Linked DNA regions of Mus musculus: region 1 is linked to region 2. A link is a contact called in public Hi-C data. All regions are on one chromosome and are shown on one strand. The core of a region is the stretch at or near the end of the contact, and the rest is flanking DNA. Distances in the headings are between cores, read along the strand shown.

Region 1 (6,042 bases), core at 3,425-5,924, 210 kb after region 2:
GTCCCTACCTGCATGGAAAGCCGGAAGGACTCTACCCTAACGGATCAGTGAAATGCAGGAAACATCTTTGGCATCTACCCAAGAAAGACTGATTTTGCTGAGGTGATATTGGAAAAATGAGGAGTGGACCCAGGAACAAAGAGATCTTGAGTCTGGCCTAGAGGGATGCACAGGGGCTGTGCTTGGGCAGTGGGAAGGATGTGATACCATGGAGAGAGACTAAGGGGGCCAGAGGCAGAGAGGGATAGAGCACTATGAGGGGAGAGTCTCGGGGTGGGGAAGATGTGAGGAGCACAGACACTTGGTGCCTGCGCAGAGGTAACCAGCCACGTGGCAGAGTGTGGATTTGTATAAGTGGGTTATTAGCTATGCAGGATATGAACCTAACTCTATGACCTAGGTATCTGTAAGTATATTTTGAGTTTGAGTCGTTATTCCAGGAGCTTGCGGCCAGGAGGAAAATAGCTCATTACAGGCAGGATATAGGAGACAACTTGTCAGGATGGATCTCCTTTTGAGACTAGTCAAGGAATTGGGGAAGAAGTCTGAGGCCATATTTCCTGGAGTCTGTTAACTGAGGCAATCAGGAGTGTGCCAAGCCATCAAAACTAAGGGATTAGAAAGGGGTTCTGGGCAACATAGAAAGGTTTTGGGAAAAAGGAAAACAAAAGAAATGGGAAGAATGTGAGGAAGGGAGAAGTGAGCCTAAGCAGACTGGTACCACCGTAAGCTGGCTTGGCGTGAGACTCAGGTCATCCTGCACTAGCCTCTCCGTTGTATACAGCTGCATAACTAACAAGGATGTTAGGCAAGGTGGCCATTCTTAGTTCCTTAAACACAAATTTCACCTAAACTGACATAAGAACCTCAAGCTTTCATGTCCTGGGCATGTCTCCTCCCCCCCCCCCACTCCCCCACAATCTGCATCTTAAAGATTACCATCGTGGAGTAAATAAAAGTGCCACATTCATTTATAACCCTATTACCTAACTTCCCAACCAAAAGTGTGAGATAAACTAGGTGTGGTGCCAAACTCTTTTAATCCCAGCACTTGGGAAGCAGAGGCAGGGGGAAGAGCTCTGTGAGTTCAAAGCCATCCTCAGCTTCAGAGAGAGAGAGAGAGAGACTCTGTCTCAAAATACCAGCAAAACATCATGAGATAAGAAAATCTATGCTTCCAGCTCCAGCAAGCAGCAGAACTCGGCAGCTTCAGCCATGTGGCTCTGTCTCTAGAGTCAGAGGGCTAAGATCATAACCATGTGATAATCAAAAGGGAACCTGGGGTTAATGACTGAAGTGATATGTAATTCCTAAGGACTGGATTTTGGTCTACAAGAGAGAGTAGTGATCGAGAGCAGAGAGCTATCTTGAGTAGAAAGGTATCTTGCACAGGACACAAAGCTGTCAAAGAGAAGAAAGAAAGAAGAAAGAAAACAAAAAGCAAATCCATGCTTAACAGCTTTTTTCCTCTCCATCAACTTTGAGGCTTTAACTTTTGTCTCCAAGTGATTCCCATCTTGTCTCCTTATTCTCTAACGTAGGTAAGTAGGCACCTACATTTATAGCTTAGTTATGTTTATTGTATGCGCGGTATACATCTGGGGAAGATCCAGTCCAGGGCCTGTACTCTACTACCCAGCTCCATCTCTAGGCCTGGTTACATTGACTATAGGAGTAAATGGAGCTCGGGTACTGTGTCAGGTCCCTCGCTCAGCAGATAGCATGTACCACAGAAGATGGGGAAAACCTCCTCTGAGAGCTTCTGTGTTGCCAGCAAAATAAAGATGCTAGGTTACTGCCTGCTGGTGGAGACAGAAGGCTGGAGGAAGCTGTGTTAGGAGCTTGAGAGAACAGAAAAGAGCTAGTCATCTTAGAAACCAGGAGAGGACACTGCCTGAGCCAGGGATGCTTAGGAACAAGGCGCCCAGGGTCCACCTGAGGCACAGAGCCTAGATTCAAAGTGGGACCCAACACCACAAGTGTGGGTCTTTTCTAAAGTCAAACTTAGCAGCCAGATGCTGGCCTAGGCTCGCAGGCTGAGGAACATCTGAGATTTTGACTAAGGAGCAAGGCAGTTGGAGAGAGAGAGAGTGATTCTGTTAAATCATGCCACATAAGCACATAAGCTTCGTAAAGAGGGAGAGGGCAGCTAATGCCGGGGACAAACTGAGGCTCCACTGGAATCTAACTTACTAGAGTTGGGGCGGGGTATGTGTGTGCGCGCGTGTGTGCGTATGTGTGCTACAAGAAAAAAGAAGACAAGGGCTGGTGAGATGGCTCAGTGTGTAAGAGTACCCGACTGCTCTTCCAAAGGTCCAGTGTTCAAGTCCCAGCAACCACATGGTGGCTCACAACCATCCGTAACAAGATCTGACGCTCTCTTCTGGTGTGTCTGAAGACAGCTACAGTGTACTTACATATAATAAATAAATAAATCTTTAAGAAAAAAGAAAAAAGAAAAGAGAAGACAAAGTTAAAAAGAAGATGGCAGGAAGCTCAAATCTGAGGTCCTCTAAAGTGGTTGCTGGTAATGCAGTCTTGGTTATAATGAACAAGCGTGTGTTTGAGATAGACCAAGAGAGAAGCTCAGTGAATTAAAACCACGTAACAAGGATGGCGACATTGCCAACAACACCCACATAACTAAACCACAGTGGAGACCACACTTAGGGGCAAGTGATGCACTCAGCGTTTGCAGGGCTCTCCTGCTTGCTCCTCTCCAGCATGGCCACCTTCACACTCATTTTGTTATCCAAACGGTAGACTATGTACTGACCTTCACTGACACACATGCGTGAGCTATTATGAAGATACAAATTATACAAGATAGCAAATAAACAGCCTGTCTTAGGGGTTTTATGGTGGTAAAGGGACACCTCGAAGTGACACACTTACTCCAACAAGGCTGCTGGGGGCCATTTTCATTCAAACCACCACACAGTGAATGACCACATGCTGCTTTAGTGAGGGTTTCAGTGATGAGACACTGAGGGACTGTCTAAAAAGAACCTAGGTGAAAACTGAGTGGCACCCATTCCAGATCCCTTAAAAGAAAGCATTTCTAGACAGTCCCTCGAATCTGAGCACAAAGCTGTATCTTAATTATAGTTCTCAAGAGATGTTTGTCAAGAAGACTGAGGGCATGGTTTGTTTAGGGGAAAGAAAGGCCTGCCGCTGACTGAACTAAACAGGAAATAAATCAAGAATTCTAGAGAACATTAAAAATTATTATACACTGATTTTTCTACTCAGTTCTTAGACTTGGACTTCACAGTCTACAACACCAAACCAAACATGTTTTAAATGAGGTGAGGACCAGGTGTGGTGGTGCACACCTGTGACGCCAGGCACTCAGAGGGCAGAGGCAGGGGGATGGCGAGTATCAGAGCAAGTTGGTGGAACAGACAGTTCAGGGAGTAACGCTGTTCACCTGCAAGGCTGATGACTTGAGCTGGACCCACACTGTAGGCGAGAACCAACTCCTGCAAGTTACCCTCTGACCTCCACATGTGTGCTATGGCACGTGCACATGCACACACATGCACACGCATGCACACAGAATGAATGTAGTAGTAGTTAGTAGCAGTAAGAATGATAATGATAATAATAATAATAAATATTAATGGAGTTCTAGGCTGTCCTGGGCCATGTAGTGAGACTAAGACTCAAAACAATAATCACACCCACAAAAGAAAACAAAATGACTTCCCATAAACAAGAGCCCCCTCGCCCAAAACTGGGGAGAGATGCTCTAATTGCGTTGTTTAAGGTTTTTGCTTGTTTGTTTTAAATTTTGTCAATTCAAGATTTCTTTTTTTAAAAAAAGACATGTGTGCCTTCTATCCCAGGACCCTTAGGAGTTCAAAGCCAGCTTGGTCTATATTGTAAGTTCTAGGACAGCCATGATGGCACAGTAAGACCTTGTCTCAAAAGTAAATAAGTATAAAATATGACCATTGCTTCATAAAAGAAAACACATTTAATAACAAAAGGGATGATAGAAGTGATCTTAGAATAATGGACATTCTTTTAAATATACTGTTTCAAAGTAGGGGTTCTAAAAACGTGGAGGTTCTAGGGAGGAAAGAGAAGGGAAAAGTCATGTAATTACATTATAATCTCAAAAATAAAACAAAAATTGAAAAAAAAAAAGAGAAAGAAAGTGCTAAGGAGGACAGCTGGCACTGGCACTGGCCTTTGGCCTCCACACACATGTGCACCGCAGTCTATGCCCACATCCACAAGTGTGCACACAGCAGCAATGCTGGGATCTGTTGTCTACAGTAAGATCCTGGCCTTCCTCTCAGCAGGTGGGAATCACAGCAGTAAGCTGAAGGTCACTGTGATGATCAAGCCTGACACAGAAAGCCCCGCGGTACCCAGTGTCGACGCCTGAGTATCTGCTGCTGAGCGACGTTAGCTCATTTTTATCATCTGGCTATGGATGAATTGTGAAGCAGAACCAGACCTTCAGCTGCCACTTAAGAATTAGATCGCATCACACGCAACCGTAAAGCTCAAAATAAATGGCTACTTTGCTTCAGTTGGTTACTTCTGAGAGTGACGAGGTGTCCATCTTGGGCCTTAAAACCTTCTCTAGTGCTTCTGCTGCCTTGGAGTGCTGAGAATTCTAGTGTCTATTGCACTGGTGAAGCTCAAGCTCCCAGTGAACACAGCAGCGCCTCCGCCACATCTCAGCTAGCGCTTTAGTGAGGCCAGGATGTCCCACAGTGCCAGCTGCTCTTCCAGATGGGCTGTCAGAATCGATTCTTTCGCTTCTCTGTGCCTCTAGCAGAGACCAGTCTGCTAATTCTCAAGTTTTCTAAGCCCACGTAGTAGAGTCAACAAGGAGCTCCCTCTGGAGAAGCCAAGCCAGCACCATGATCAACACCACTTGTGCACACGCCTCTTTGCCCTCTTAAAGTCTCTACCGGCATTAGAAAGCTGACACTGGCTCTTCAGGGAACATTCTTTGTTCAGCGCACACTTACGTGACAGTACCTCATTCTGCCGGGAGCGCAAGAGCCATATCTCAGTATTTGCCCCAAAGTGGATAACTGCACTCTAGACTAGCATAGTGTGTCTTCCCCTTTAGTTTGAGGGGAACCAGCAATGCGTTATTCTCCCACCCACCCAACTATGAGTCTCTTAGCTGAATCAACAATCCTTCCACAACATACAAACCCAGGATACCCAGAGACACAGACATGCACATAGCTGTAAGCTTTCTGATGGCGTATACATCCAGAGATGTTAAGGTGGACATTACAGACAGACCGCACAGAGACTTCAGGTCTAAAGGTCTACACAGAACGGGGCTTTACCACAGTGACAGGCATCACCAGCCCCACTGGTGAAAGCAGTGCACACAATTATTTATAGGGTGTCTAATAAGTTTGCTATCATTTTCTTAAAATAGCATTATAAAAGTTACATAGCCTTAGTTCTGCAAGCTAAGGGATAAACAGTAACACTTGCTGTTTATAATCTTCGAAAATACCGTCCAACATGAGACACCTTGTGTTTGCCAAGCTTTTCTTTCTTAATGTGAGTTAAACAACTGTTTGTTTGTTTTTTCCTAGATGCCACCAGAGGCCAACTGCATCGAGAAAAACCGTCAGCAAAATTGCATGTATTCAAAGGGGGAAACTCATTGTCAAGATGTCAATAAATTAGAACCGATCTCTATCAAATTAGCATTGGGCTAGGAGTGCCTAATTCACTTCGGGGGTGGGGGTGGGGGGGATAGGAATGATTAGTGATCCTTAGAAGGGGAACCCCAGCGGCTTCCAGCTCAGACACAGACAACGCTGCCTGCCAAGGATGAGTCTCTCGAGGCCAGCGCAAGTCGGGACATCGTCACAGGTCTCACATGCTTCTCTAAGCAGTTGTGCAAACCAGGTCTGAATGCCTATGAATGCCTAACACTACAAAGTGCATGGACTTGTACACGCAATAGCTGGTACGGTCCTAGCAATTGCTAGCACTTGATCTCTCTAGGTTTTCATAACTTCAGCCTGCATTTCTGAAAAGTATTAACTG
Region 2 (6,715 bases), core at 2,353-4,852:
GGCAGATCTCTCGATGAGTTCCAAGGCTAGCCAGGATACATAGAGAAATCCTATCTCAAAAAGAAAGAAAGAAAGAAAGAAAAGAAAAGAAAAAGGAAGGAAGGAAGGAAGGAAGGCAGGCAGGCAGGCAAGCAAGCAAAAGAACAGAAAAGCTCCTTCTTTAAGAACATAAACGCTGCCATGTATATCAATCCACTGTCTAAACCACTGGCCTGCTCGTTCTCGTTGCTTTCTAACTCTTAAGTGTATATTCAATTTCTTATGAAGTAACAGAACGAGGTACAGGGTCAAGACACATGGCACCCACTGTGCTTAGAAAGATGGTCCAGCCTTCAGCCCCACATTCATTTTCTAAGAGGAACACCCATCAATAAACCACTGAGAGTAGACATCAGCTGAAGGAGATGTAAAGTCACCTGGACAGGAATCTACCCAGACAAGGGCCAACAAACCAACAAGCCTCATCAAGGATTCTGAGCCAGCAATGGTGGTGCACACCTTTAATCTCAATGTCTGGCATGCAGACGCAGGCAGATCCCCGTGAGTTTAAGGCCAGTCTGGTCTATATAACAAGTTCCGGGCCAGCCAAGGCTACATAATAAAACACTGTCTCAAAAACCAAAGAAAGGAATATTGGGCTGGGGATGTGACCCACTGGTAGAGTGGCTGGTTAGCATGTATAAGGCCTTACATTTGGTTCTCTATATTGCAAATAAAAATAAAATGGAGGTCTCAAGTCAAATCAGTCTTCTGCCAGAGGAAAGTAGACAAAGTCTCACTAGAGTGAGAAAGTGAGAGATGTGCTGTAAGATCATCTTAGGACGGAAGTACAGACTACTCCGTGGTCATGCCTTCCAAATCACCTCACAGTGACCATGAACTCCACAAAGTACCTATTTCCAACCATAAAATCAAAGTAATTGCACCAGTGCTTTCATGCTCCCCTGTTCCTATCAAGTGGCTTAGGAAGAAAATTCCCTGGCCCAGGCAGGGAGAGATCACGAGGCAAGATGGGCAGAAGGAGGAATGCAGAGAAAACGGAGTCAGAAATCACAAAGGTCAAGACCCAGCAGTGAACGGACTTCCTCAGTGACCCCGGCTTCAGGAGGAGGCTAACACACCATGCAGAACCTCACCCGCACCAGCTCTGCGTCCTGCCGGACAGACAGACTGTCCCTGAGCTACAGAAAAGGGCAGTTCTCTACGAAAAAACAAAAACAAAAAAAGGCAGGGAGCCCACTGCAGAGATCGGGGTAGACTTTCAGTGACTCTTCTGAAGGGGGAGCACCTCTGCGCCACTGCAGACACTGTGACTGCCAACAGGAGGTGAGCTTCAACCGCCCTGTCGGTTCCTCTCCCTGTAAAGATGGTGGGAGCTGCTCAGAAATACACTGGAGTCCTTAGAGCAGACAACTCTGCCCCAATAACAACTAAGATAACCGCCACACTTCCAAGGGACTGTTTCTCACAGCCCAGTGGCTGGCAGTGCTTTACTCTAGGGGATCACACCCTGATAACAAGGAGAGCCCACACCCCCAGAGCCATCAGGGCTGACACAGGAAAAGACTGAGGCTGAAACGCCATGACTGACAGCAATCTATACTGTTTCTGTAAACCACTCCCAGGGGTCAGGGTCTCAGCAGTACAAACAAGGCAGGCTTCTTGGATACCTGTGGCTATGAGAAGCATGGGGACCTCCCTGTGCACTCCACGGCTGAAATCCCAAAGAAAACCACCTTAGAAGACTGCCTTCTTAAAAGAGCAAATCTAAAGACGCATTTCTCAGCCTGTCATTGGTCCCCTTACAGCAAACTCAATTTCATGCAGAGTCAGTAGGAGGGCAAAGCCCTAGCTATCAGGAAATGCCACTGCGTTTGTTACACGCAATGGGCAAACGTGTAAGTTCAAGGGCTTGGGCTTACTGTCACATGGGGACTGGGGACACAGAAACAATACAAACACAGAACTAAACTATAGGACAAGGACAAAATAAAAAGCCTTCTCTCTATTCTCCAGCAGGGCCCCCACCTTCAAGGTCAGTCTCTGGGCCCTCAGTCCCTCCAGAATACTGTGCCCGCCTCCAATGAGGTCATCCATGCCGTGGTGAATGTTGTGGAGGGAGGAGTTAAACTGCAGTGATTCATCCATGGGAATGGTGGTGTCAGAGTCCTGTGAAAGAAATGCAGGCACTTGGTTAACTTTGCTTGCCACTCAGCTCCTGGGGGCTGGGCAAATCTTACTACACTGCCTTTTTGGCCAACGTCAAGCCAGAAGAACTAGAGGGACAAATGCAAGAATCAGAGAGTCCAACAGGGGAGGAAAGCAAAGCAAAGGTGTGTGTAAGGGGGCGGGGCCTGCTCGCACAGCAGCAGAAGAGGTAACGGACCCATAATTCTCCAAGTGAGCTCTGCTGTAGTGTTGATCTGTTCATCTGCTACGTCCCCCACTGAGGAAAATCCGGTTATTCCTTCCAGACTTCATTCATTTCTCCTAAAGGTTTTTTCTGGCGCCTCTCAAAGACAGCTTCTCAAGTGTTCCTTTACAGCAGTTCTTGCTCGTGCGCTTTTACATGTTTGCTTTTGTTCTTTAGCTATTTTATCTATAGCTTATCCCTCTAATTAGACTGAAACTACGGATCAAAGGGGCAGTGCTTTCTACTGAAGCCTGCAGGGTGTTCAGGATGGGAACAAAGTTCTGAGAAGGCAGGGAAAGGTTGCTAAAGAAAGACAGAGGAAAAGAAAAGAGGACTGCAGAGTGAGCACAGTCTATGTGAGTGAGATGCCTCAGATCACAGACTCTGCAGACTTTGCAATGGATTTACCTACTAAGCACTCCTTTGGACCCTGGCCTTTCCGACTGAAATGCCCTATCAGTACAGACCAAGCCCTCTTACTTCACAGGCACATTTCTCTAACTCACACAGCTTGCTGGACTTTTCCTGCTCTCCCCATTTTGCAGATGAAGAAGGTGAGGCCCAGAGAGATGGAATAACCTGTCCAGATAGGTAGGATCCCAGGGCTGGGTGCACACACAACTCTCAATTTCAACTACACTGCAGACAAAAACACTGAGAGTGAGCCTGGTGGCTCTAACCACACACCAATTGCGCTGGGAAGAGGACCACGTGTCACCCAGCAGTGATTGTCTCTCCTTCCTGCTGTCTGACCAGCACAACCTCCTGCCAGGCAGTGCCCCACCACCATGGAAGCCCCAATTCCCACTGGCAGGTGAGTAACCATTTGTTCTGCTGCTCAAGTTCAGAACCAGCCCTAGGTGGACATTTTGAAACTCCCTGCTAACACAGAAGCTCCTGAAAGGAAGAAGCCATGTTTAGTACTCTTCTCAAAGGCTTTACTTGGTATCTTGGTGTTAACTCTAGTGTTTTAAGAGAACCACGACTCCCCTTTTCTGACAAGCACTTACTGAATGGCTTTACACAGAAACCTGAGAAGGGAAGGGTGCTAGTCTGCTCTCTTTAGAATGGGGAAAGTGACTTGGAGGAAGTTTCATTTGGTGAGTCAGTGCTTATGAGCAGCCTGGTGAGTGTGGTGCCACATCAGGCTGGCAATCAACAGAATAATCCTGAGAGGTCATGTCTAGCCTACAACTGCCTGAATGTGATGTAGCATGCCATATGCTGGCTTACTCAGAGGCTTACAGCACTGTATGTGTGAGCTGTTAATCACCACGGCCTGCCTGCCCACCTGCTCTATAAACACAAACCTGTGAAGCCCCAACCTGAAGCCCTGGAAGAACCGCACTGCAGCAGGGCATGGAGCAATGGCTTGGTCATCTGCCAGTGGAAATCGGGGTTTCCGTGGTGGAGGGGCACTGCCTGGCAGGAGGTTGTGCCAATCAGACAGTAGGAAAGAGAGCACTCACTACTAGTGACGACTTGGCTCTCTCCCAGGCCCAGTCTGTGTGCGGTTAGAGCCACCAGGCTCGCTCCAGGCTTGCTTGCAGTATTTCTGTCTACAGTGTGGCTTTGTACACATATTAAGCAAGGAATTCTACTGGCAGATTTAGAAAGTGACAAACTATGAAGCCCAAACCCACCTCATTTGGTAGAACACACTATGTGAGTCCCTGAAAAGGGCCAGGAGGTTGTATTTGCAGAGAATGAGCCTACTGAGGCTAGGAGACAGGGCAGGGCTTCTAAGAGATCAAACATGCAAAACAACAGGCTATTCCAAAAAGACTGAAGTCAAGCAATGCATCTAACACATCTGTTAACAAATTCCTCCAAATTGCCATTTGAGCCGGGGCAGAAACATTTTAATGCATCTGAGGCTGGAGACACACACACACACACACACACACACACACACACACAGAGCACAATGGGAAACATTTTAATGCATCTGAGGCTGGAGACACACACACACACACACAGCACAATGGGAAACATTTTAATGCATCTGAGGCTGGAGACACACACACACACACACACACACACACACAGCACAATGGCACGTGCCTGGAGGCAGCTTTCTAACCACTCTAACCACCTGTCTCTATCTGCTCACAGAAGCATCTCCCCCCATGTGAACCCCACCTCTGCAGTGGACTAATCAAGCCAGGGAATTTTCCTCTCTGCCTACTCTACTGCTTCAGTCTAACTGCTTCCTCCTCGGGTTTTTGTGTTTGGAGAGAAATCCCCCACCCAGGCCTGGTCTTAGTGGCAATGCACAAAGTCCCGACATTTCCACTTGGTCTCCTCCTGAGTCAGCTTCAGGCACTCCGCTAAGAGGTGATGCCTGTTACCTGCATTCAGTCCTGACCTGTCAGGCGCCTGCCAACCCCCAGAGTCTGGCTTACGTTAGTGGTGAAGGTGCGAGACAGAAGCTCGTCTCGCTGTCTCTCCTGCTGCTCCCTGACTTGGCGCCGGTGCTGAAAGTTCCTGAGGGCAGTCTGCAAGTGCTGGACATCATACTTTAGCTGGTCGACACGGCTGGAGTTAATGGAGACAGAGATTAAATCCTAGGGGCTGGGGTGGGCACACTGAGGCAACCTGGCTCTATACTCCCTTCTCTCCCAGGGCCCACCCTCACCGAGTCAAGCGGCAGCCTGTGGTTATGGTGGGTAAAATTACACACAGCTCCAGCTTTACTCAAATGTCTGCTGGGCTCTGACTTCTCAGGGAACAGGTGACAGGAAGCAGGCTTGATGGCCCCTTCCTGACCTTCTGAGGGTTACACTGTACTCCTGGAAGAAGCCCAAGGGCAGCTCTAAGGTAGAGCAGCCATGAAGTTTCATGAAACTTTTGGGAGTAGGGGCTGGAGTGGTGGTGAGGGTGGTTTCCCTTTGAATTTCACGGTGGAGTATCAAAGATTCGATCAGTACTTCATTATAAGCAGACTGATGGAAGCGATTAGGAAAGAGTACAAGTGCATTTCAGCCCAGCAGACGCCAGTGGGAACCAAACAGCAGAGCCACACTCCCTGGCAGTCCTAAGCTTTCAGTGACCAGGGGTCTGGTCACAAAATGCATACTGTCAACATTACCTCACAGAGACAATGGACTATAATCACTCCCAAGGACATCAGGGACCATGATCACAGGTGCGCACACTCTTTAATTTGGGGGGGGGGGGTCTATTGCTTACATAGAACTGTGCATTTTAGGGAAGACTTTATCTTCACACAGACTTCATTTCTTTAGTAAGTACCCAGATTTTCAGAATATTCTATAGCTTCCGATGGGAGAAAGGTGTGCTTTAGGGGCCTGAGGTATCTGAGCCACGTCAGGGATCGACACTCACAGTTTGGCATTCTGTCTTCTATTCAAGGGCTCCTTGCTTGACAAAATCTCCAGGCGCTCCAGATGGCTGAATATTTGCTCTATGCTTGCTTGGATCTCATTTTCTACTACTGCACAAAAGAGAGAGAGGGGGGAAAAAAAGAATAATTGCTGGGAAAAAGTCATGAACTTAAATTAAAAGTGATAAATGGTGCCTGGCCACGGTGGCGCACACCTTTAATCCCAGCACTTGGGAGGCAGAGGCAAGCGGATCTCTCTGAATTCAAGGCCAGCCTGGACTACAGAGCAAGTTCTAGGACAGCCAGGGCTACAGACACAGAAAAACCCTGTCTCAACAAACAAAACAAAACAAAAAATACCCAACAACAACAAAGTAAAAGTGATAAACATGTTTCCATAACATAAACTAAAACAAATATAATCCAAAAGGAACACAACGTACACAAAGATGGCTCAATATAAGGCCTACTGTGCCTCAAAGCATGGGTATCCTTATACCCATACATCCCTATAGCCATACAGACACACACAGGCACACACAGCTGTTAGTTGTCCTGTTTTTTAAGTAGAAGGCATGTCTGTAGTCATAAACTCCTCACTGTTAGAAAATAAAATGAATATTTAAAGGTTGCCCATATAACTCTGTTAAGTTAAATTTTCTGATATAGGTCTATTTGAGATTGGTCTCAGATATGGATTATAAACCCCTAGGAAAAAGGTTGCCAACTGAACTTCTTATAGTAATGAGGCTAAAAGAAAAATAAAAGGCACAAAGGAAAGGGAAGATTAGTATGGAAATACCCAGAGGCTTTCTGAAAGAATGGGTAGGCTGAGATGTGTTAGAACCCTCAAAATAGACCACATATCAATCGGAAAGACCCAGGAAAGAACCCGCAGAGGTAGAAAGCATGACAGTCATTTTCCTTATCCCCTTGATAAAGCTGTCAAAACGACC

Evidence for each region. A called contact is a pair of places that touch in the nucleus more often than the background predicts.
Region 1: a Hi-C map of cerebral cortex shows a contact between it and region 2, with 2.3 times the contacts expected there. The contact joins two enhancer-like sites. A contact is called at or near these places in 18 of 39 promoter capture datasets (the 3T3-L1 cell line, 3T3-L1-derived adipocytes, the C10 cell line and 10 more), 11 of 484 Hi-C or Micro-C datasets (the G1E-ER4 cell line, the STO cell line, cerebral cortex and 7 more) and 17 of 115 datasets of contacts at active chromatin or transcription factors (the 230-238 cell line, the NIH/3T3 cell line, the SCID.adh cell line and 10 more).

What each region holds. Positions count from the first base shown.
Region 1 is chr11:103,886,132-103,892,173 of GRCm38.p6, forward strand. The region is part of intron 8 of Nsf (N-ethylmaleimide sensitive fusion protein); the gene reads right to left. Among named protein-coding and RNA genes, the nearest start is that of Gm35311, 30 kb to the left of the region's middle. Within about 2 kb of position 4,675, at least 11 of the 459 cell types and tissues checked have an H3K27ac peak or open chromatin away from gene starts, as enhancers often do. A contact at or near this core is called in cerebral cortex, where this site is marked.
Region 2 is chr11:103,681,764-103,688,478 of GRCm38.p6, forward strand. Gosr2 (golgi SNAP receptor complex member 2) reads right to left here. Exons shown (of 6, transcript NM_019650.4): 3 at 5,762-5,870; 4 at 4,819-4,951; 5 at 2,029-2,169. Among named protein-coding and RNA genes, the nearest start is that of Gosr2, 13 kb to the right of the region's middle. Within about 2 kb of position 3,603, at least 109 of the 459 cell types and tissues checked have an H3K27ac peak or open chromatin away from gene starts, as enhancers often do. A contact at or near this core is called in cerebral cortex, where this site is marked.